7 separate regions of the Mus musculus genome follow, and all the other regions are linked to region 7. A link is a contact called in public HiChIP or PLAC-seq, Micro-C and promoter capture Hi-C data. All regions are on one chromosome and are shown on one strand. The core of a region is the stretch at or near the end of the contact, and the rest is flanking DNA. Distances in the headings are between cores, read along the strand shown.

Region 1 (2,774 bases), core at 159-2,658, 610 kb after region 7:
TGGCACCTGGAGCCCAGAGCGAGGGCCACCCATCGACATGCCTAACAGCCAGCCCAACTCCCAGGTGCTGCTTCCCCCTACCGCAGGCTGGGTGGTTCAGGCAGAAAGGGTTCTCCCATACAGAGGCTCCAGACTCACCCTACCCCACCCTCTGCCTGACAGTCTGTGGAGATGCGAGAAATGGGTACTGATGGCTACTCAGACAGCGAACACTACCTCCCCATGGAAGGCCAGACCAGGGCCGCCTCCATGCCCCGCCTCCCAGCAGAGAACCAGGTGAGAGCTTGCAGGATTCTGGGCTGCCCCACACAAGTTACTGAGGATCTTATACCTCTCCCTTGGGGACCCCAGCCTGGGTGGGACCATCTGTAGCTTCGTGGGTGGGTTAGGGTGGAGACCACCCTTTCCTGACTCCTTCAGAGCCTGGTCCTCCTAACCGCTCTCTGACAAAAGCCAGAGAGAGATGGAGCACCTTGAGGCACATGGTAGTCAGTGCCAAATGGCTTCTGTCTGCCCTATTTGAGAGCACAAAGGGGCGGAGTGGGCTCGGAAGGGGTGGGTCCAGCTCTGGTGAGAGATGCCTTTGGGAATGCCTGCTTCAGCAGCATGAGGCGTCTCACACACCCAGGAGGCTGAGGAAAGAGGAATTCCAGGGCAGCTTAGGCTATAGACCTGGATCACCTCTCAAACAAGCAACACGACTTACATCTATAATCCTGCCACTTGGAAAGTGGAAACAGGAAGATTGGGAGTTCACAGTCAGACACTGCTCTATAGCTAGTTCGAGGCCAGCCTCTCACTGTGTGAGATCCTGACTCAAAACAAAACTAAAGAATCCTGACTAGTAGCTAGAGAAGTGGCTCACTGGGTAAGAGCATGCGCTGCTCTTGCAGAAGACCTGACTGAATTCCAGCACATGCCGGTTCACAGCCTCCTGTAACCAGAGCTCCAGGGACCCAGTGCCCTCTCCTCGCCTTCTCAAGCACCTACACACAGGTGCACAAACTCACACACATGTACACAAATAATAAACTAATTAAAAAAAAAAAAGAAAACTAGAATCCTAACTCCACAGCTGGAGAGTGGAGCTCATGGTATCCCCCTGCTTAGCATGGGCGGACCTGGTGCACTTCACACACATACCACTTACATGCAATACATACATACATGCACATGCATCCGTGTGTTCCCAGTGTTAACAGGCATGTCCGTGTGCACGCACATGGCCTGCTGCCTTCAGGAATAGAGCATGTCTGAAGAATCACAAAGCAGAGTCTGGGTGTTCCTGGGATGGCTGTCACATGTCTGGGAGGGTTGGGGGGTTGGGTGTGTACATGGTATGTGTGTCTCAGTGTGGCTGCTTCTCTTAGCTACTCCAGCCCCTTATAGGGAAGGCAAGATCCCCATGGGGACAGAGAAACAAGCATGCCTGGCTACTGCGCAATCGCAATGCAATCGGGAATGGGGATAAAGCCCAGGCTGCTACTGAGGACAAGAAGAAAGGGCAGGAGGAGGGGGGCAGCGGGAGGGGGCAGGCATGTCTGGCTGGGGCAGCTTGCCCTGCATTATGTAGCAGATTCGCTGTGTCTGGCTGGGTCATCATGGCCCAAGGGCCTGGCCTCTGGCTGTTGTGACCTTGGGGTGCATGTAGCTGCCCCATCCCTTCTGTCAGGCCTGGCCTGCTGGTCCCAAAACAGAGATGAGCCAAGCTGGGCTGAAGGCCACCTGGAAGCTTTGAGCTGAAGCTGGGGCGAGGCGGGGGAGGGGTGCTGGGCCGCAGTGCATCGCATGAAATGGGCCAGGAGCCTGTGGCCTTGCTGTCCCATCTGTCAGTCTCGTGTCTCTGCCATCTGTCTGTCTCCTGTCTCTTCTGTGCCTGTTGTGGGGGACAGCCAGCGGGGTCCTGGAGCACCCCCTCATCCGACACCACTGACACCGAGTTTTAACCTCTCTACCCTCCACCTCCTGCATGGACCACCCACTCACCATCCTTTCTGCCTTTTATATTTATTTCCTTCTTTCTGTTTTTTCTGTGTGCGCCATCCTGTGGGGCTGGGACAGAGGAGAAGGGGCCGGCCACGTGGAAATGACCTCAGTGTATGTACCGCGCCCGGCCAGCTCGGCTCCAGCCCCTCTCCCTCCCTGCCCTGTCTGTGACAGCTCCCACCATCTCCCACTACCCTCCACCCTACCCTTTCGTTCCAGATCCCACCCTAGCCCCACCTTGTGTGTTGGAGGAGCCCCTTCCTTGTGTGTTGTGTCCTGTGTGTGCAAGGGGCCACACGGCACCCCACATCGTCTTCAGAGCCTCCAAGAGGCCGACCTGCCCACCCTGCCCATTTCTTGCGGGTCTGTTCCTCCAGTTCAACCAGTGACCACTGGCCTACTGCCTCAGGTCCCTTAGCTCCTGCCTTGGGCTGGGTCCTGCACATCAGAGTTGGAGCAGGCCTGGTCCAGTTGGCCCTGTCTTCCTTCTTCTGCCTGCTACAGAGAGACCTGAAGACTGTCCATGGCAGAGCAAGAGCAAGGATTCTGGGACAGTAAATGCAGACTCAGAATGGTCTCCAGCACCTCCACTGCTAGGGCAGGCCAAGCTGGGCCTGAGGGATAGGGACCAGAGGTGGGGATGGGCGTGAGGGGCAAGAGAGTTGGGCCAAGGAGAAGCAGGGCTCCCAGGTCTGCACTCTGCAAACTGAGTATGCTTCTTGTCAGTCAGCCAGCCTGAACACCAGGGCCTCCTGGAGAGCAGGGCGAGGGGTTAGCCAGGGCCTTCT
Region 2 (2,784 bases), core at 57-2,556, 580 kb after region 7:
GCCTGGGAGGGAGGCCAGAGGCAGTGACTAGACCTGGGTTTGGAGGACAGGCAGGGCCCACCTAGGGAAGTCCAGGGGCCAAGAATAGCCTCATCTCCCCACCCGCAGCAGCGGCCCCTTGGTAGGCCCTGGGCTGATCAGAGCTCACTCGCCCTGGGAGCTGAGACCTTCCTGCTTCCCGCAGGCCTGGTCCCGAGACACCACCCAGCCCCAGAAGCTGAGAAGCCATCCCTGAGAGGGGGGAAAAGGGCCCCTAATGCATCTTCTCCGACTCAGCGGGCAGCGAGGACTCACCCTGCAGCCGAACAGCCCCAGCTCCCTCCCGTCCTCCCCATTCCCGCTCGCCAAGGGGGTAAGAAAAGATGCCCTTCCGCTTCTCCCCATTGGCTCCAGCCGCTGCTCCTCTGGGCCGTGGGGTGAGGTCAGGGCGGGCAGGAGCGGGTGGGCAGCTCGGCAGGGCAGGGCAGGGCAGGGTGCCCGGTGAGTCCCAGGACAGATGCATTTCTGGCCCCGAGCGTAACATGCCCTCGGAACCGCACTTGCCCCCTAGGCCTGCGTGTGCTGGTGCCCTTCCCCCACCCCGCCCGTGTCTGTGCTTTGTACTCTTGTGCTGGGTTCTGCAACTTGACCCGCTTGTGTCCTATCGTCTCAGTGCATTTGGTTGTTGGGAGAAATAAAAACCATCTCGATTTTTTTCCTGATTGGATGATTCGGATGTATTTTCTTTTCTGTGCTCTTTTGTTATTTCCTCCTGGACCCTGTTCCTTTCTTTTCCTCCCCCTTCCCACACCTTTTCCCCACTTGTGAGTGGGCCTGGCTGGGTGGGCTTAAGCTTTTGAGTTGATATCTCTTCCCTCCCCTAACCCCCTCCTCTCCCTCACTCCTTTTTTATTTATTTATTTTTTGAGTTCCCCTCTGCTCCATTGCATTAACGGTGCTTTCTCTCCTCTCCCTCCTCATTTGGGGTGTGGCTTGCTTTTTTCCTATTGGTTGGCTTCATGTAGGGGCCTCTGTGAGTGTTGAATACTCTAAGCTCCTCAGGGTGGGTGGAAGGTCACCTTTCTTCCTCATCTCCTCAGAATAACTTCATCAACCTGAGCTTTCTCCGCCTCTTCCGTGCTGCCAGACTCATCAAACTCCTCCGCCAGGGTTACACCATCCGCATTCTCCTCTGGACTTTCGTGCAGTCCTTCAAGGTGAGACACAGCCGCCGCTACTGCTGCCGGCCCGTCCCGGGCCAGAACAGACCTCCTAGCTCCGGGTAAAATGGGGAAACCACACTGAAAGTGCTTCTGTAATCGTCTGATGTCTACACCCAGCGTCTACAGAGCTCTGAAGGCCCTGTCCCGAAGCCCTGTAGCCTGGGGCACGTGATCACCTGACCCAGTTCAGAAGGCTCTGGGCAAGTCGCGTGGCGCCCTTTCTCACTGCCTTCCTTCCCTCCAGGCCCTACCTTATGTCTGTCTGCTGATCGCCATGCTCTTCTTCATCTACGCCATCATCGGGATGCAGGTGACCCCGCACCCGTGGGTACCAGGGCTGCGGGAGGGATCCTGCGTCAAAGGGAGCCAGGGTGGCTGTGACTGCCCTCATGGTCACCCTCCAACTCCGCAGGTGTTTGGCAACATCGGCATTGACGGGGAAGACGAGGACAGCGACGAGGATGAATTCCAAATCACGGAGCACAATAACTTCCGGACCTTCTTCCAAGCGCTCATGCTTCTCTTCCGGTGAGGGGCGTGGGGGAATTGTCCTTCCGTTTAGGTTGGGTTCAGACCTGTCTTCATTCTGTGTGTTCATTACTCTTCTGCCTGAGAATATGATCCCTCTGACTCTCCAGTTGGGGTGAAGTTAAGTACTGCCCAAATCTCCGTCCCTTCTTCCCAGCAGTGCTTTCTTTAGGACAAGGATCTGGGACAGAGTACAAGCTTAGAAGGAATGTCACTGGTGTTACCTAGTTGAATCCTCCTGATCAGCTTTTGAGATGGGAGTCCTTCTGAGACCATCTTACATATGCTAGAAACAAAGAATAATCCCTGACCCGCAAAGGACACACTAACAAAACAAGACAGTTCTTTTCATAAAAAGCACGCAATAAGACTCAAATGATTTAGCCAAGGTAGCTTCTCTCTTTTATCCCTGACATAGATATTGACTGTATTTCATACCATTGGTGGCAGCCACTTCAAAAGCTGATGTGATTAGCCAGTTGGTGCAAGGGGACAAGGAAAAATCAGAAAACATAAGCTCTTGCTGGGCTAACTACTTTTAATAGAAGGGGGGAAAGTGTGTCTTATAATCCCCACTCTGTTATACTCCCTCCCCAGCTTTGCCAGCATTAATTGACCATTTGAAGTTTCTAATAGCAGTAAGCCATTGTTATAATAAGTTATGGATTAAGCATGGTCCAAGGTAAGCCCACCTTTCTAGAGAAAGTCCCTTAACCATTTGATTGACCTGGCCCAAGTGCAATGTGAGATTTTCACCCTAGATAGAAAGAGGAAGGTTGCCGGGCAGTGGTGGTGCATGCCTTTAATCCCAGCACTTGGGAGGCAGAGGCAGGAGGATTTCTGAGTTCCAGGTCAGCCAGGGTTACACAGAGAAACCCTGCCTCAAAAAAACAAAAGGAGGGGGGGGAGGAAGAGGAAGAAGAAGAAGAAGAGGGAGAGGGAGAAGAAGAAGAAGAAGAAGAAGAAGAAGAAGAAGAAGAAGAAGAAGAAGAAGAAGAAGGAGGAGGAGGAGGAGGAGGAGGAGGAGGAGGAGGAGGAGGAGGAGGAGGAGGAG
Region 3 (2,700 bases), core at 59-2,558, 810 kb after region 7:
CTTTAATTTCAGCACTGGGAAGGCAGAGGCAGAACCCTGTAAGTTCCACAGTGAATTCCAGGCCAGCCAGCTGGCACTACATAACAAGACTCAAAAAAACCAAACAACACCAACACACACACACAAACACACACGACCAAACAAGTTAGAATCCATGGAGCTGGAGAAATGGCTGAAAAGTTTAAAATATTTCCTGTCTTCCAGAAGACTTGAAGAATTTGGTTTCTTGTATTCAAGTCCCTTGACAATTGCTTGTAAGGCCAGTCTGAGAGGGTTCCATTGGCTTCCACTGGCACCCACACATGAGGCGCACACACACACACACTAAATCTTTTTAAAGATTTAAAAGGTAACATAAGCCTAAATATTAAAGTAGAAATATTTAATATATTAGAGAAATTTAAAAGCACAGATGTGAAGGGAAATAAAATATACAATAAAGCAGACATATTTAAAGCATTAATATTTCAAAATTAAAAATCAAAATGTCAAATACAGTAATTTAAATAATACTGGCACACCAGTTTTTTTCTTTTCTTCTTTTTGTTGTTGTTGTTTCTCTGTTTAACAGCCCTGGCTGTTCTGGAAGTCACTCTGTACACCAGGCTGACCTTGAACTCACAAAGATCCGCCTGTCTCTACCTCCAAGTTATGAAATTAAAGGCATGCGCCCCTACCGCCCGGCCAACGCACGCCACTTTTAAGTCTTATTTTAAACAGGCTCATTACCGGTCATCCTAGCACAGGCGAGACTGATTTAGAAATCGATGCCATCCTGAATTATGCCAAGAAGTTCCAAGATGACCTGGCTACAGGATGATATCCTATTTCAAAATCCCAAATGATGGCCGGGAAGAAGGCTCGGAGGGTAAAGGCATTTGCCACCAGGCAAGATGATTTTAGTTCTATTCCCACAACTCTTGCTTGGTGGAAGGAGAAAACCGACTTCCCCAAGCTGTCCTCTGACCTCCACTTAATCACCAACACTTCAACACTTTCGTCCCCCAATAAATAAACTGCAGAAATCCTTTCTTTTTTTCTTTTTTGATACACGTAGTCTTGGCAGCCCTGGAACTCATAGAGATCCTCCTGCCTCTGCCTCCTGATTGCTGGAATTAAAGAGGTAAGCCACCAGCCATACAATATTCTCTTAACAAACAATTGCTCCCCCCGCCCCACCCGCATTAAACGTTCACCTGCGCCGTACGGACTAAAGCAGCGCGGCGCTCCTCCGCTCCCCGGCCGGAGGCCCCCGGTGTTTCCGCCGCGCAGGCAGCGCCGTAGCCAGCCCCGCTGCCGCGAGGACCCACAGCCAAGATGGCGGCGCTCGCAATGCGGAGTGGCTATCTCCTGCGGCTCTCTGTGGCTCTGGGTCCCAGGTCCCGCAGCTACCGTGCGCCCCCGCCCCCGCGCCGCCGTCCCGGGCCCCACTCGCCAGACCCGGAGAACCTGCTGACCCCGCGATGGCAGCTAACGCCCCGCTATGTGGCCAAGCAGTTCGGACGACATGGCGCCATCTCCGGGGTGCCCCCGGCCTCCCTGTGGCCCACCCCAGAGCAGCTGCGCGAGTTGGAGGCCGAGGAGCAAGAATGGTACCCGAGCTTAGCGACCATGCAAGAGTCGCTGCGCTTGCAGCAGCAGGCCTTGGAGGCAAGGCGCCAAGCCAGGTGGGTGTGATGGGGCACGTACCCCAGGGCCCCGAAACCAGGAATCATCCGTAGTAGGCACGCGGATCCCTTGTGGCGTGGGCTTAAACATTACATGTTAACTTTGCTGCAAAGCAGACATCCTTGTAGTCATTCAACTGCAGTTTTTGGTTTTTTGTTTTTTTTTTTTTCTTTTGGTTTTTCGAGACAGGGTTCTTCTGTGTAGCCCTGGCTATCCTGGAACTCACTCTGGTCTCGAACTCAGAAATCCGCCTGCCTCTGCCTCCCAAGTGCTGGGATTAAAGGCGTGCACCACCACCCCCGGCCTCAACTGCAGTTTTAATGTTTGTTTTTACTTGTCCTCTTCCTTTATCAGTAGCCTGCCCTTTTATTCTAAATAGCAAGGACTCAATTAACCAGAACTCATTTTATTGCCCAGGCTGGCCTCGAATCTAGGATCCATCTGTCTTTACCTTCTGAATATCTGCTATTACAGGCCTGTACCAGTCCCAGCCTCAACTCTATATACTTCCCTAGTTACTCTGCAAGGATATAAGGACCCACACACCAGGGAACAAAGCAGACAGAGGATTCGGATGATGACTGAGGAACCCCCCCCCCCCAAGGAAGACAAACACAGTTAAAAGTGCATGCTAGCTCTTGTGATGTTTAAGCAAATCCCCATATAACCAGATACTGTTACTGGAAAAATCTCAAGGCATGAGTTCCCAGTAGAGGGAGCAACTGTTGCAAAGGCCCTGAGGTTGAGAAGTGGGAATGATGATTCTCAATTAGAGAACAGCCCAGGTGAAACCTTTTATCACAAATAATCTGGTCTTGGTGGAGCACACCTTTAATCCCAGCCTTCTGGAGACAGGCAGGTTAGATCACCGAGTTTTGAGGCCAGCCAGCCTAGTCTATGTAGTGAGACCCTGTCTTGTGTGGCCACCGTAGCTAGGTAGTGGGACCTGAGAGCAGTGATGGACTCTGAAGTCTGGGGTAGAAGTCAGAAAAGAAGGCACATGTGATCAGATTTGAGGAGAAAATGGAGGCA
Region 4 (2,706 bases), core at 123-2,622, 540 kb after region 7:
CTCAACACCTCCACTCCATGCACCCCAAATTGTTCACTGCTTGTTTCCTTTGCTGAGTGATGCTGAAGTTAAAGGTTTCTAGATAGGACCAGATTCCAGATCAGTCCCATCCAAGCTGGTTCATGTAAGACAAATGTCCTCTCCTCTCTGCCTCAGTTTCCTGCTCTGTTGAATGGAGCTGATCCTTTTATCCATCTGGTGCTGTGTTAATGCAGGAAGTCTTCAGGGTGCGGAAAGTGTTCAGTGAAGGGGGCTACTCTAATGATTGCCTCCAGATGGTCTAGGATAGTCTCCTGGTCTCAGCAGAGTATACCCCAAGGGAGAAATCATGGAAGCTGAAAGTGGGGCCACAGCCAGCTGCCTCTCCTAGGCATGGTGGGACAGGGCCCAACTTTTGAATCTTCCTTGAAGACACTTAAGGATTAAAGTTAACTGGAACTTGAACTGGGTATGGTGGCACACACCTTTGATCCCAGCACTTGGAAGGCAGAGGCAGTTGGAGCTCTGTGAGTCTGAGGCTAGCCTGGTCTACATAATGAGTTCTAGGACAGTTCTATAGCTAGTCAGAGCTATATTGTAAGACTCTGTCTCAAAAAAAAAAAAAGCAAACAAACAAACAAAACCAAGCCAGGTGGTGGCAGTGCAGGACTTTGGTCCTAACTTTTATGAGGCAAAGGCAGGCAGATCTCTGGGTTAGAAGCTATCCTGGTGTACAAAGCAAGTTCCAGGATAGTCAGGACTACACAGAGAAACTAAATAGATAGATGATATACAGAAAGACAGACAGGTAGATAGATGATTGATGGATAGATAGATGATAGATTAGATAGGTAGATGATTGAAGATAGATAGATTGATAGATGGATGATAGGTGATTGATGAATAGATGGATAGATAGATAGATAGATAGATAGATAGATAGATAGATAGATAGATAGATGATTGATAGATGATTGATGGATAGGTGATAGATTGATTGGTGATTGGTTTATTGATTGATATTTAGATGACTGATGGATAGATAGATAAATAATCGATAGATGATTGGTGGGTAGATAGATGGTTGATAGGTAGATGGATAGATAATTGATAGATAATTTTTAGATAGATGACTGATGGAGAGAGAGGAAGAGAGAGAGAGAGAGAGAGAGAGAGAGAGAGAGAGAGAGAGAGAGAGAGAGAGAGAGAGAGAGATAAACTGAAAATTTATGATTGGCTCTGCACGTTGGGCCAACAACAACAAAAAACCAGTAGTACCAGGGGTGTGAGCTAGAATCCTTAGTGCGGGGAGTGGGTGTGACTCAGTGTTAGAATTCTCCCACAGAGTAAGTGAGCCCTGGGTCCTCCCCAGCACTACAAAGAGTTCATGGAGTGTGTTCCCTTTCATCTCAAGAGCTCATAGCTGCTTGGGCAGCCTGGAGAAGAGCAGCTCTCTGTGAAGTGTACAATCAGGAAATAGTTATTTTCCTTTCTTTTCAGGGTGGGCAAAGCTTGGAGCCTTGTGGGTAATAGAACTGGGTATTGCCACATACCGTTCCTGCACTGTGCTGTGGCGCTGGGTAGGTCGCAGCCGCCCTGCTAATCCTAACATTCTTCCACTTTGACCCTCTTTAGAGAGAACCAGGGCTCTGGGGTCCCCGTGTCTGGTCCCAACTTGTCCACCACCAGGCCAATCCAGCAGGACCTGGGCCGCCAGGACCTGCCGCTGGCTGAGGATCTTGACAACATGAAGAATAACAAGCTGGCCACCGGGGAACCTGCCAGTCCCCACGACAGCCTGGGCCACAGCGGCCTTCCCCCCAGCCCCGCCAAAATCGGGAACAGCACCAACCCTGGTCCCGCCTTGGCCACCAATCCCCAGAACGCTGCCAGCCGCAGGACGCCCAACAATCCGGGCAACCCGTCCAACCCCGGCCCCCCCAAGACTCCCGAGAACAGCCTTATCGTCACCAACCCCAGCAGCACCCAGCCCAACTCAGCGAAGACTGCCAGGAAACCCGAGCACATGGCGGTGGAGATCCCCCCAGCCTGCCCGCCCCTCAACCACACCGTGGTCCAAGGTGAGGAGCCCCGCCAGGGCGTGCCTGGACCTTTTCCTCCGTAGTGTGTGCTCACTGGCTGCTCTCTGCACCCTGCCTTCCCTCCACAGAGCCCAACTGCCACAGTGGAGAGAGGAATCCACAAATGGGAACTGGGGGTCTGGGGACAGCTTGAAGGGTTAGGTCCACCATTGCTGTCCAAGACATGCCACACAGCTCGAAGAATCTTCTGTAAACGGTCCAGTGGCTCAATAAGAGTGGGAGGGGTGGGGTCTGGCTCAACTGGTAGAGTATTTGCCTAGCACACACTCCAGCACCACAGACAACCTTCAGTTAAGGTGGGCGGAAGCAGAAAGTTCACGAGTTTAAGGCCACCCTTAACTAAATGCTGAATTTAAGGCCAGCCTAGACCCCATCTCTGTTGTTAAACACAACGCTGATGTCTGTCCATCCCGAAGGTTTGTGTTTTCTGGTGTTATCACTGCAGCACACACTTCAGAAGGTTTGCATGCACCTCTTCAATCTTGGCAGTCAGAAGTCTCACACACCAGTGTGGCCCGTTCGGATCCACCTCGCTTATCTATCACCTGGGGCTCTGGCCCCTCAAAACAAGATGGCACAGATTCCTGTAGGGAGCCAGTCAGAATTTGGCTGTGGGTTGTTATGT
Region 5 (2,700 bases), core at 1-2,500, 890 kb after region 7:
TAGGCACACACACACAGATACACATTTAAAAAAAGGTAAAAGCTGGAGACTGGCTCATATTTATAATCCCAGCATCCTTCAGGAAGCTGAGCAAAAGTTGAGAGTTCCAGGCTAACCTGAGCTACAATGAGATCCTGTCTTAAAAAAAAGAGAAGGGCCGATAAGATGACTCAGCCTTTAAGGGTGCTTGCTCTCAAGCTCGCTGCCCTGAGTTTGACCTCCAAATCCCATCTGGTGAAAGGAGAAGCTCCCACACACTGTCCTGTCCTCCACTTGCATGCTGTGCCATGTGCTCGTGCATTTACACGTACGTACGACGTGCATGAGCACCCCTGTGATTTGAACACTTGGACGGTAAAGACAGGAAGATCAGGAGTTCAAGGGTAAGCCACAGTGTTAAGAGGTCAGAGAAGGGGGGGGAGGGGACCAGGAAAAATTGTTGCATTGTTGCAAGCTTTAAAATTGCTGCATTCTTTAAAATTGCTGCATGCGGGCTGGTGAGATGGCTCAGTGGGTAAGAGCACCCGACTGCTCTTCCGAAGGTCTGAAGTTCAAATCCCAGCAACCACATGGTGGCTCACAACCACCCGTAATGAGATCTGATGCCCTCTTCTGGTGTATCTGAAGACAACTACAGTGTACTTACATATAATAAATAAATAAATCTTTAAAAACAAATTGCTGCATGCTTTTAAAAAGCCTTCCAGAAGCAGAGGCCGGGGCAGGCAGATATCAGGGAGTTCCAGGCCAGCCAGGGGCACATAATGAGATCCTGTCTAAAAAAACAGAACGGGGGAAAGGAAAGAATTGGACCGGTCCAGGCACACAAGTGATGCACAAACATACATGTAGGCAAGACCATCCAAAAAGTTAAAAGAGTTGTAGAGCAGTAATGGAAAAGAAATAGAAAGACAGATTTGTTCCTAATTCAGAACCTGAATAAAAAACAAAACAAAAAAGCCCCAGAACTTGGAGCGCCTTAGAAGTCACGTGACAGCCAATGCCCAAGGGAGAGGCGTGTCCACGGATGAAGCCTATCCGGAGCTGAGTCGGCCAGAAGCGGGAGGACGGGGCGGGGAGGACATTGGAGGAGGCGGGGTCCGCTTGTGGGACAACTTCATAGGAAGCCCCGCCTCCGTATTGGGCCTGGCGGGCTTCGTCTCCACCCTCGCGAAGCCGGGACACAGATCTCTTCGGTTTTTAGGGGAAGTTCATCTGAATCTCGTGACCCGGCTGTCCCCGGGTCTTTTAGAGTCCATTGCTGTCGCCTCATGGCAACACTGAGATCGCTGCTGCTGGCTGCGCTGCTGTGGGTCCCTGCCGAAGCCCTGAGCTGCTATGGGGACTCCGGGCAGCCTGTGGATTGGTGAGTAAGTAGTCGCGGGACTGTCCCCCGCACACTGCCTGGGGACCGGCGCGGGAATCCAAAAAACCTCAGATTCCTTCTCTCCCCCAACCTCATGTCTTCACGGACCTCCAGGTTCGTGGTATACAAGCTGCCGGCTCACAGCGGGTCTAGGGATACTCCAAAGGGACTGACGTATAAATACATGGACCAGAACTCCGACGGTTGGCAAGACGGTGTAGGGTACATCAACAGCTCGGAGGGAGCCGTGGGCCGCAGCTTGCAGCCATTGTACCGAAAGAACTCCAGCCAGGTGACTTGAGTGCCGTCGGAACCCGGGCCGGGACACTGTGGTGGGTCTCGCGGGGAAGGGAGGGTAGTTACATAGCCTCTGTGCATTCTCCTAGCTGGCCTTTCTACTCTACAACGACCAACCTCCTAAATCCAGCTCAGCTCGGGACTCTACCGGCCATGGGCATACGAAGGGTGAGAGGCTTGGACTGGTGGTCGTGGAGCCTCCCTGAATTGTAAATTTTACCCTTACTAACCTTTGGCCTGATGAAGGGTGGGGATTTGCCCTGTCACTGGCCTCCGTTTCCCGCTCTAAGACCCCAGCCATCTGAGGCCCCGTACCTGCTTGCAGGTGAGCTAGCTTGACCTCTTCCTTCTGGTTCAGGTGTCCTGCTCCTGGACCAAGAAGGGGGCTTCTGGCTGGTCCACAGTGTGCCTCGCTTCCCACCCCCTGCGTCCTCTGGTGCATACACCTGGCCTCCTAATGCTCAAACCTTCGGCCAGACCCTACTCTGTGTGTCCCTCCCGTTCACTCAGTTTGCAAGGATTGGTGAGTTGAATCACTGAGAAGCCAAGCCTCAAACTCCTCTGAGGAACCAGTCTCACACGGCTCCCTCGCCTTGTCTTCTAGGCAAGCAGCTAACCTACACCTATCCCCTTGTCTATGACCACAAGCTGGAAGGCTTCTTCGCTCAGAAATTACCTGACCTAGAGACGGTGATCAAGAACCAACATGTCCTCCATGAGCCCTGGAATAGCAGTGTAATACTCACTTCCCAAGCTGGGGCCACCTTCCAGAGCTTTGCCAAATTTGGAAAATTTGGAGATGGTAAGCCTTGATGTTGAGGGGTGGGGGGAGGGCACTTTCGTTGTAGAAGGGGGTCCCTAGTATCCCTAGGCCTGCGGGCAACACATTTAGAGCCCAGATGTCTTTGGGAGTCATATTACAATAATAACTATGAGCAGTAAACAGCCAGCAGACGGGTTGGGCGGGTGATACATATCTGTGACCTCAGCACTGTGGGGGCGGAGATGGAAGCTTGAAGTCAGCCAAGACCTAGGTT
Region 6 (2,700 bases), core at 72-2,571, 970 kb after region 7:
GTGTGAATCAGCCTCCAAGGCTCTCTGGTGTGTGCAGCTGAGAGTTTGAGTGGGTTGCAACCGAGTGTCTGTAGTAGATTAACAACTCTAGTAAGATAGAGGGCGGGTGGCTGATGTCGCTGGGCTCACCCAACCAGGACAGGGTCGCTGGACTGGATCCCGGCTCATTGCCTGGATGGAAGCAGAACATTATCCCCCTCCGAACTGAACCCGCCCCAAAGCAGAGCCGGCTCCACTCCTCCCTCTGGGCACATTTAATAGCCTCTAATTACAGCACATTACCCCACCCGCCAGAGAGGGGAGGGGCTACTAGTGGACCCAGGGGTCAAAGGGCGTGGTCTGGGCTTTACCCCTGGCGTCAAAGCCCGTGTACTTTGTAGCCGCTGTTTACTCATTTGCAAAGCGGCGGATTAAAAAAAAATTAAATAAAAAAATTAAATAATACAGTTTCTAAAATTAAGAAACAAAACCTGGGAATTAAAGTAGCCCTTGTCTCCTAGGGTCGTGGAAAACATTCAATTGTCTGTAGATATATAGCTTATTGTAAAGTCTGAAAACAGTAAGCACTCCACAAATGATGTCTTGAGACTTTATTGTCAAAAAATTCTAAGCTCTCTGCGCTCCCCTAAACCGGCTCAACCGGTGGACGCACCCTTTTCCCAGAAGGATGCGTTCCTACGTTCTGCGCGCCCCCTGGTGGGCTTCAGATCACCCGCAGCTTTGGCCAGGTCGAGTGTTTTTTAGGGCAGGAAGGTGCTCAAAGCACCCGGGGCCGGGAAGGAGCAGAGTAGCTCGCAGGAAAGAGACCCCGGGCTGGGCAAGTGCTATGTCCTTTACTCAGGACATACTTGACCCTTCCTGCTCCCAACCATACCCGAGTTTTCAGAAGGACTCCAGCCAGAATCACTTCTCTGGGGAAGACGCTTTTAAGATCCTCTCACTCCACGACTACAGGATTTATAATTATTCTCTGCGCCCACATTAAGAAAGGCTCAGATCATAACGCGGCTAAACCGGAGGATTTCTTTCAGCTTTGGGGGGGAACCATTAAAGTGCCTGTGAAACTGGGTGCGGTAGATCCGCCTTAAAAGGATCTTGAGGACCACTCCACTACATAAAGAGAAGCCGCGAGGAGTGGAGGTCACCAGCAGCAGGACTGAGCCAGACTGACACCTAGCGGCAGAATGTGCACTTGCCTATGTCCCGCATCTAAGATGGCGAGGCAAGTGTTTGCAATGGGAGATCACGTGTCTGGGGCGGAGCCTATGGCTAGGGGGCGGGGTGGAGCGGGGCGGCGCTCTAGGCCGAGCGGGAGGTCTGGGCTTCGGGCGCTCGCTGGTGGCGGACCCGGAGGCTGCTGCTGCGTGCCGGGGCTCCTTGGCCCGGATCGAATTCGATCCGGAGCCATGAGTGTGGACAAGGCCGAGCTATGCGGGTCTCTGCTCACCTGGGTAGGTCGGGGGGCGGGGCTGGGTCAGGTGTGCGCCCTCTCCTCTCGTCCTGTCTTGGTCTTCTTTCCTCGGTTTTGGACCTGGAAGGAGGAATAGATCGTAGGCTTGCTGGGCCGTTGGACTCTGACCTGACCACCTGCGTCTGTCACGTGGGCAGGCCTGAGCGAAAAGACCAGGTGAGGCCACGCCCCTCTGGAGGGCACAGGCCTGGTCACATGTTAGCAGTGGGGACCAGGTGACTGGTGGTAACGCCCTGACCTAGGTTTGCAGGGTTTGCCAGGATAGGTAAAATGAAGCCACGCCCCGTCCTTGCCTAGGCGTGTAGAAGTCACGCCCCCGAAGATGTGATATGTTGGTGCTACAGGCTAATGCCTTTCTAACCCCGTGAAATGTCTGATGGCTGGGGAAAAAGTCTGCAATTCCAGGTCCTCAATTTTCCTGTTGCCCTTCCGTCTTCCCCCTTTAGTTGCAGACGTTCCAAGTTTCACCCCCCTGTGCCAGTCCCCAGGACCTGAGCAGCGGACTCGCCATAGCCCATGTGCTGAATCAGATGTGAGTGTGGCGGCTGAGTGGGAGGATCCTGAAGGGCTCCCCAGCCTGCTCATCCCATCTTTCTGCCCCTAGAGACCCTTCCTGGTTCAACAACGAATGGCTCCAGGGCATCTCAGAGGACTCAAGCCCCAGCTGGAGGTTGAAGGTGACAGGTGGACTCATGACTAGGGAATAACTAGAGGACTTAAGGAGGTGAAGGCAAAGGGAAAGCTAGATACATGTCCTGTGCGATGGACAGGCAGTCTTGTCAGGAAGAGAGCCAGATGTCTGGTGATCAGCAAGCTATTTTTGTTTATATTGAGCACCCACAATAGGACAAAAAAACTTGCCACCATTCTTATGATGTGGGCAAAAGCACACACACAACACATGTTAACTTCCAAGAGGTGTGCTGGCAAATGCTTGTAATCCCAGCTATGGTGGTGTGTTAATACAGGAGGGTGGTAAACCATCCATCATCCCGTCTCAAAACCTTTAAAAGGCCAGGGATATAGTTGGCAAAAGAGAATTTGCTCACCCTACACAAGGTCCTGAGTTCAATCCCAAGTAGCAGGGTATGCTGGGTGGGGGGTGGGAGGGGGGATGGGCAGGGGTAGCCAGACCATGTGGCACACATGGAGTCCCAGTACTTAGCAAGCCAGAGGATCAGGACATCAAGGTTATCTTGGGTGGCTACACAGTAAGTTAGAACTCATTC
Region 7 (2,783 bases), core at 105-2,604:
TAGGGATTGAATCTAGGGCCTTATGTATGCCAAGCAAGCTCTCTACCACAAAACCACATGTCCAACACCCCATTCCCCACCCACTTAGTTCTAGACAATTTATTACTAAGTTTCCTAGACTGGTTTTTAACTCACTTTGTAACCCAAGGGAGGCTTAACCTTGCCATTCTCCTACCTGAACCTTCCTGGAAGTGGGATTCCAAGTCAGGTGACCTACTTGATTCAGGTTCAATCAAACCTTCATATATATATGTATATATATTTGGCTCTGTTTTTGTTGAGACAGGGTTTTTCTGTATAGCCTTAACTGTCCTGGAACTCACTCTGTATTCCAGGCTGGCCTGGAACTCAGAAATCCACCTACCTCTGCCTCCTAAGTGCTGGGATCAAAGGCATGCGCCACCACCGCCAGGCAAATCTTTAGATTCTTAAGAGTCTGTACTAGACTGTGGAACATAGGCCATTCCAGCCCTTGAGGACAGCCCCAATCCAGTATGGTGGAGCCTGTGCTTCCAGGAGAGACACTCAACTTTACGTGCCAAAAGTGGCCCATGGAGCCCTGAAGCGGTCAGGAGAGGAGAGGCCTAGATGTGGGTAAGTTTACCACTCGGTGTGGTGGGGGAAGGGGTCCTTGCTCAGAGCAAGGTCCTCTGAAGCACCTAGCTGAGACAGACAAGGGCTGATCTCTTTCAAGACAAAGATCAAACCTGGTCTGGTTGTGGAGGTCTGTAATGACAGAGTTCAAAGGAAAGACATCCTCGGTAGTGAATTGGAGGCCATTTCCCTATCGTTTATTTCTACCCCCACCCTTAAACATTAAATAGCACAACAGGGTCTTCTGACCTGCAGGCCAATTGAAGTTATTCTCCCATTTCCCAGCGGGGCAAACTGAAGCCTTGAAACCTGAGGCAAATTGTCCACAGTGACCCACATCCTGGGCTTCTTGGTTGCCATGGTCTCCGAAAGCCGGGTCAGAGAGCTCTCCCTACAGCATGCTCCAAGGTCCTAGAAGGGAGAGCCAATGACTCTGGGCTTTTAGTAAAACTTTCCTGTGTGAGTGCCCAACGCAGGCGCGTGTTCCCCAGCGGCCGCGGGTCAGTGCTTGGCTGCTGTCCCCCACCTGCTGGAGCACCGGCGTGGCTGCGTGTATATGAACTGGGAGGCAGCCTAGCGCAGCGTGGAGGCCGGAGGCTGGTAAATAATTCATCCTGAGAAGTTGATAGCGCTCCCCAGCACTGCCCCAGCCCCAACCGGGCCGCGCCTCCCGCCCAAACCAGCTGGACCTGCTCTCCTGCTCCGCCCCACAGCCCCCTCCCATCAACCAAGGCCCAGTCTGGGGCCTTTGGCTCACACCTCTGCTGGGCAGTGATGGCTCTGCAGACCCCGGTGTTGTCTCCGGCCACACCCACGTAAGTGTCTGGGGTGGGGGCGGGAGGGCGGGGTGGAAAGGCTGGGGTAGGGGGCACCGGCCTGGCCTAAGAGCCCCAGTTGGCCTTTCTAAGGAGCCGAGGGGAGCACGAGGGGACGTGGTGGCCAAACCTGGGACCCATTCAGAGCCAAGCCTCTAGAGAGCTAGGCCTACTGCAGAGTTAGGGGACAAAGGGTGTCAGGATCCAAGAATGTGCATCCAAGTGTAATCCTGGTCACCAACCCTCTCAAGAATGCAGCGAGGAAATGCTAGAGATTCCAGGGAGAAAGGCGCGCCCCAACCTCCAAAGATTGGCAAAGTCTTAGGCAACAATGGCCACCCCTCCGCTCCTTGTCAGCAGCAACTCGATTATGGCTGAGGCACGACCTTGGAGTTAAGAGATGAGCGACGTGTGGGGAGTTCACCTTAGCTGAGGCTCTTTCAAAGTGAGAGAGGTTTGGTTCAGTCGCCAGCTTTTGCCTAGTATGGGATTATCCACCCTTAGTTAGGGAATGATGGGTAGAGGGGTTCCAAGAGATTATAGAAACTTCTAGAAAGAGGGCTTCCCTCCAGTATGGACCCCAATTCTGTCCTTTACTCTCTGTGCCCTCCATTGCATTATTCACCAAGTACAAACCTGGTTGCTTAGCAATGGGAACCCGATCCTCCCCCCCCCCAAGGAAGAGTTAGGGAGATAGCATCTTAGGAGTGGGACAGCTGAGGGGGACTTCAGCCCTCCCCCAAGGACAGAGTGATGAACAGGAGTCTAGACTTCCCTAGGGACATCTGTCAGGCAACCTTCAGCCCTTGCCCTAGTCGAAATCCCCTCCTCTAGGAGGGTCTCTGGCCTCCTATGTGTATCCAAATGAAGGTCCTTAGAGCCCCTGAACCCTGCACTGTGTGTTGCCAACACTGAGGGAGAAGTCCTTCGTGTCCTCATTCACCCTCCTGACTTCAGACAATCTCATGCTGTGTGTGTGTGTGTGTGTGTGTGTGTGTGTGAATGCATTTGTGTGTGTGTGAGTGAATGTGTAGAAGAGTGATAACTGTGAGTGTGAATGTGTGTGGGTAGATGTGTGTGTTCTGTGGATGTAACTGTGTGTATATAAGAGTGTGTGGTTGCATGTTTGTATGTCTTCTGTGAATGTGTGTGTGTACATATGAGAGGTGTGGGTGCATGCATGTGTATGTGTATGAGTGTATGTGTGTGTGTATGAAAGTGTGTGAGTACATGTGTTGTGTGTGTCCTCTGTGAGTGTGTGTGTCATCTGAGAGTGTTTGCAAAGGTGTGAAGGTATAAGTATGTGTGCACATGTTTGTGTGTGTGTGGATGTATGAGTGTTAAGAGTGTATGTGCATGCTAGAGTGTGTGCAA

The links. Promoter capture Hi-C pulls out the DNA fragments that hold promoters and counts their contacts. A called contact is a pair of places that touch in the nucleus more often than the background predicts. HiChIP or PLAC-seq counts read pairs in DNA pulled down with a chosen protein or histone mark.
Region 1: a contact with region 7 is called in an H3K27ac HiChIP or PLAC-seq map of embryonic stem cells, with 3 times the contacts expected there. The contact joins the enhancer-like site here to the promoter of Palm3 in region 7. A contact is called at or near these places in 3 of 39 promoter capture datasets (embryonic stem cells, hippocampal neurons and liver), 2 of 484 Hi-C or Micro-C datasets (bone marrow-derived macrophages and embryonic stem cells), 7 of 115 datasets of contacts at active chromatin or transcription factors (embryonic midbrain, embryonic stem cells, extraembryonic endoderm stem cells and 2 more) and 2 of 9 other capture datasets (embryonic stem cells and macrophages).
Region 2: a promoter capture Hi-C map of embryonic stem cells shows a contact between it and region 7, with 2.1 times the contacts expected there. The contact joins the enhancer-like site here to the promoter of Palm3 in region 7. A contact is called at or near these places in 4 of 39 promoter capture datasets (the 3T3-L1 cell line, embryonic stem cells, hippocampal neurons and 1 more), 1 of 15 datasets of contacts at CTCF or cohesin (embryonic stem cells), 2 of 484 Hi-C or Micro-C datasets (the G1E-ER4 cell line and the N1E-115 cell line), 5 of 115 datasets of contacts at active chromatin or transcription factors (embryonic stem cells, pancreatic cancer cells and stem cell-derived neural progenitor cells) and 2 of 9 other capture datasets (embryonic stem cells and macrophages).
Region 3: a contact with region 7 is called in an H3K4me3 HiChIP or PLAC-seq map of pro-B cells, with 5 times the contacts expected there. The contact joins the promoter of Gadd45gip1 here to the promoter of Palm3 in region 7. A contact is called at or near these places in 2 of 39 promoter capture datasets (cranial neural crest and embryonic stem cells), 1 of 484 Hi-C or Micro-C datasets (embryonic stem cells), 6 of 115 datasets of contacts at active chromatin or transcription factors (T-cell acute lymphoblastic leukemia, bone marrow-derived macrophages, embryonic stem cells and 3 more) and 3 of 9 other capture datasets (adipose tissue, embryonic stem cells and liver).
Region 4: a contact with region 7 is called in a promoter capture Hi-C map of hippocampal neurons, with 6 times the contacts expected there. The contact joins the enhancer-like site here to the promoter of Palm3 in region 7. A contact is called at or near these places in 14 of 39 promoter capture datasets (the 3T3-L1 cell line, the C10 cell line, the HPC-7 cell line and 8 more), 1 of 484 Hi-C or Micro-C datasets (cortical neurons), 3 of 115 datasets of contacts at active chromatin or transcription factors (embryonic basal ganglia and embryonic stem cells) and 1 of 9 other capture datasets (embryonic stem cells).
Region 5: a contact with region 7 is called in a Micro-C map of embryonic stem cells, with 4 times the contacts expected there. The contact joins the promoter of Dnase2a here to the promoter of Palm3 in region 7. A contact is called at or near these places in 2 of 39 promoter capture datasets (cranial neural crest and second pharyngeal arch cranial neural crest) and 1 of 484 Hi-C or Micro-C datasets (embryonic stem cells).
Region 6: a contact with region 7 is called in an H3K4me3 HiChIP or PLAC-seq map of embryonic limb bud, with 6 times the contacts expected there. The contact joins the promoter of Hook2 here to the promoter of Palm3 in region 7. A contact is called at or near these places in 1 of 39 promoter capture datasets (the 3T3-L1 cell line) and 2 of 115 datasets of contacts at active chromatin or transcription factors (embryonic limb bud and extraembryonic endoderm stem cells).

The regions. Positions count from the first base shown.
Region 1 is chr8:84,633,488-84,636,261 of GRCm38.p6, forward strand. It overlaps Cacna1a (calcium channel, voltage-dependent, P/Q type, alpha 1A subunit), which reads left to right. Exons shown (of 47, transcript NM_007578.3): 42 at 1-64; 43 at 163-276; 44 at 2,062-2,097. Gm39212 (a long non-coding RNA gene) reads right to left here. Exons shown (of 3, transcript XR_003947427.1): 2 at 1-2,774. Among named protein-coding and RNA genes, the nearest start is that of Gm39212, 3.7 kb to the right of the region's middle. Within about 2 kb of position 1,409, at least 62 of the 459 cell types and tissues checked have an H3K27ac peak or open chromatin away from gene starts, as enhancers often do. A contact at or near this core is called in embryonic stem cells, where this site is marked.
Region 2 is chr8:84,600,310-84,603,093 of GRCm38.p6, forward strand. It overlaps Cacna1a (calcium channel, voltage-dependent, P/Q type, alpha 1A subunit), which reads left to right. Exons shown (of 47, transcript NM_007578.3): 32 at 1,080-1,196; 33 at 1,447-1,512; 34 at 1,615-1,730. Among named protein-coding and RNA genes, the nearest start is that of Gm32854, 13 kb to the left of the region's middle. Within about 2 kb of position 1,307, at least 72 of the 459 cell types and tissues checked have an H3K27ac peak or open chromatin away from gene starts, as enhancers often do. A contact at or near this core is called in the N1E-115 cell line and embryonic stem cells, where this site is marked.
Region 3 is chr8:84,830,974-84,833,673 of GRCm38.p6, forward strand. Gadd45gip1 (growth arrest and DNA-damage-inducible, gamma interacting protein 1) reads left to right here and starts at 1,309. Exons shown (of 2, transcript NM_183358.4): 1 at 1,309-1,667. The coding sequence starts at 1,318. It also overlaps a transcript of Dand5 not described here.
Region 4 is chr8:84,564,334-84,567,039 of GRCm38.p6, forward strand. It overlaps Cacna1a (calcium channel, voltage-dependent, P/Q type, alpha 1A subunit), which reads left to right. Exons shown (of 47, transcript NM_007578.3): 20 at 1,615-2,060. Among named protein-coding and RNA genes, the nearest start is that of Gm32854, 23 kb to the right of the region's middle. Within about 2 kb of position 1,373, at least 9 of the 459 cell types and tissues checked have an H3K27ac peak or open chromatin away from gene starts, as enhancers often do.
Region 5 is chr8:84,907,505-84,910,204 of GRCm38.p6, forward strand. Dnase2a (deoxyribonuclease II alpha) reads left to right here and starts at 1,251. Exons shown (of 6, transcript NM_010062.4): 1 at 1,251-1,366; 2 at 1,481-1,658; 3 at 1,753-1,831; 4 at 2,022-2,186; 5 at 2,268-2,465. The coding sequence starts at 1,272.
Region 6 is chr8:84,989,302-84,992,001 of GRCm38.p6, forward strand. Hook2 (hook microtubule tethering protein 2) reads left to right here and starts at 1,322. Exons shown (of 21, transcript NM_001372357.1): 1 at 1,322-1,451; 2 at 1,918-2,003; 3 at 2,076-2,148. The coding sequence starts at 1,407.
Region 7 is chr8:84,020,120-84,022,902 of GRCm38.p6, forward strand. Palm3 (paralemmin 3) reads left to right here and starts at 1,355. Exons shown (of 7, transcript NM_028877.1): 1 at 1,355-1,409. The coding sequence starts at 1,369.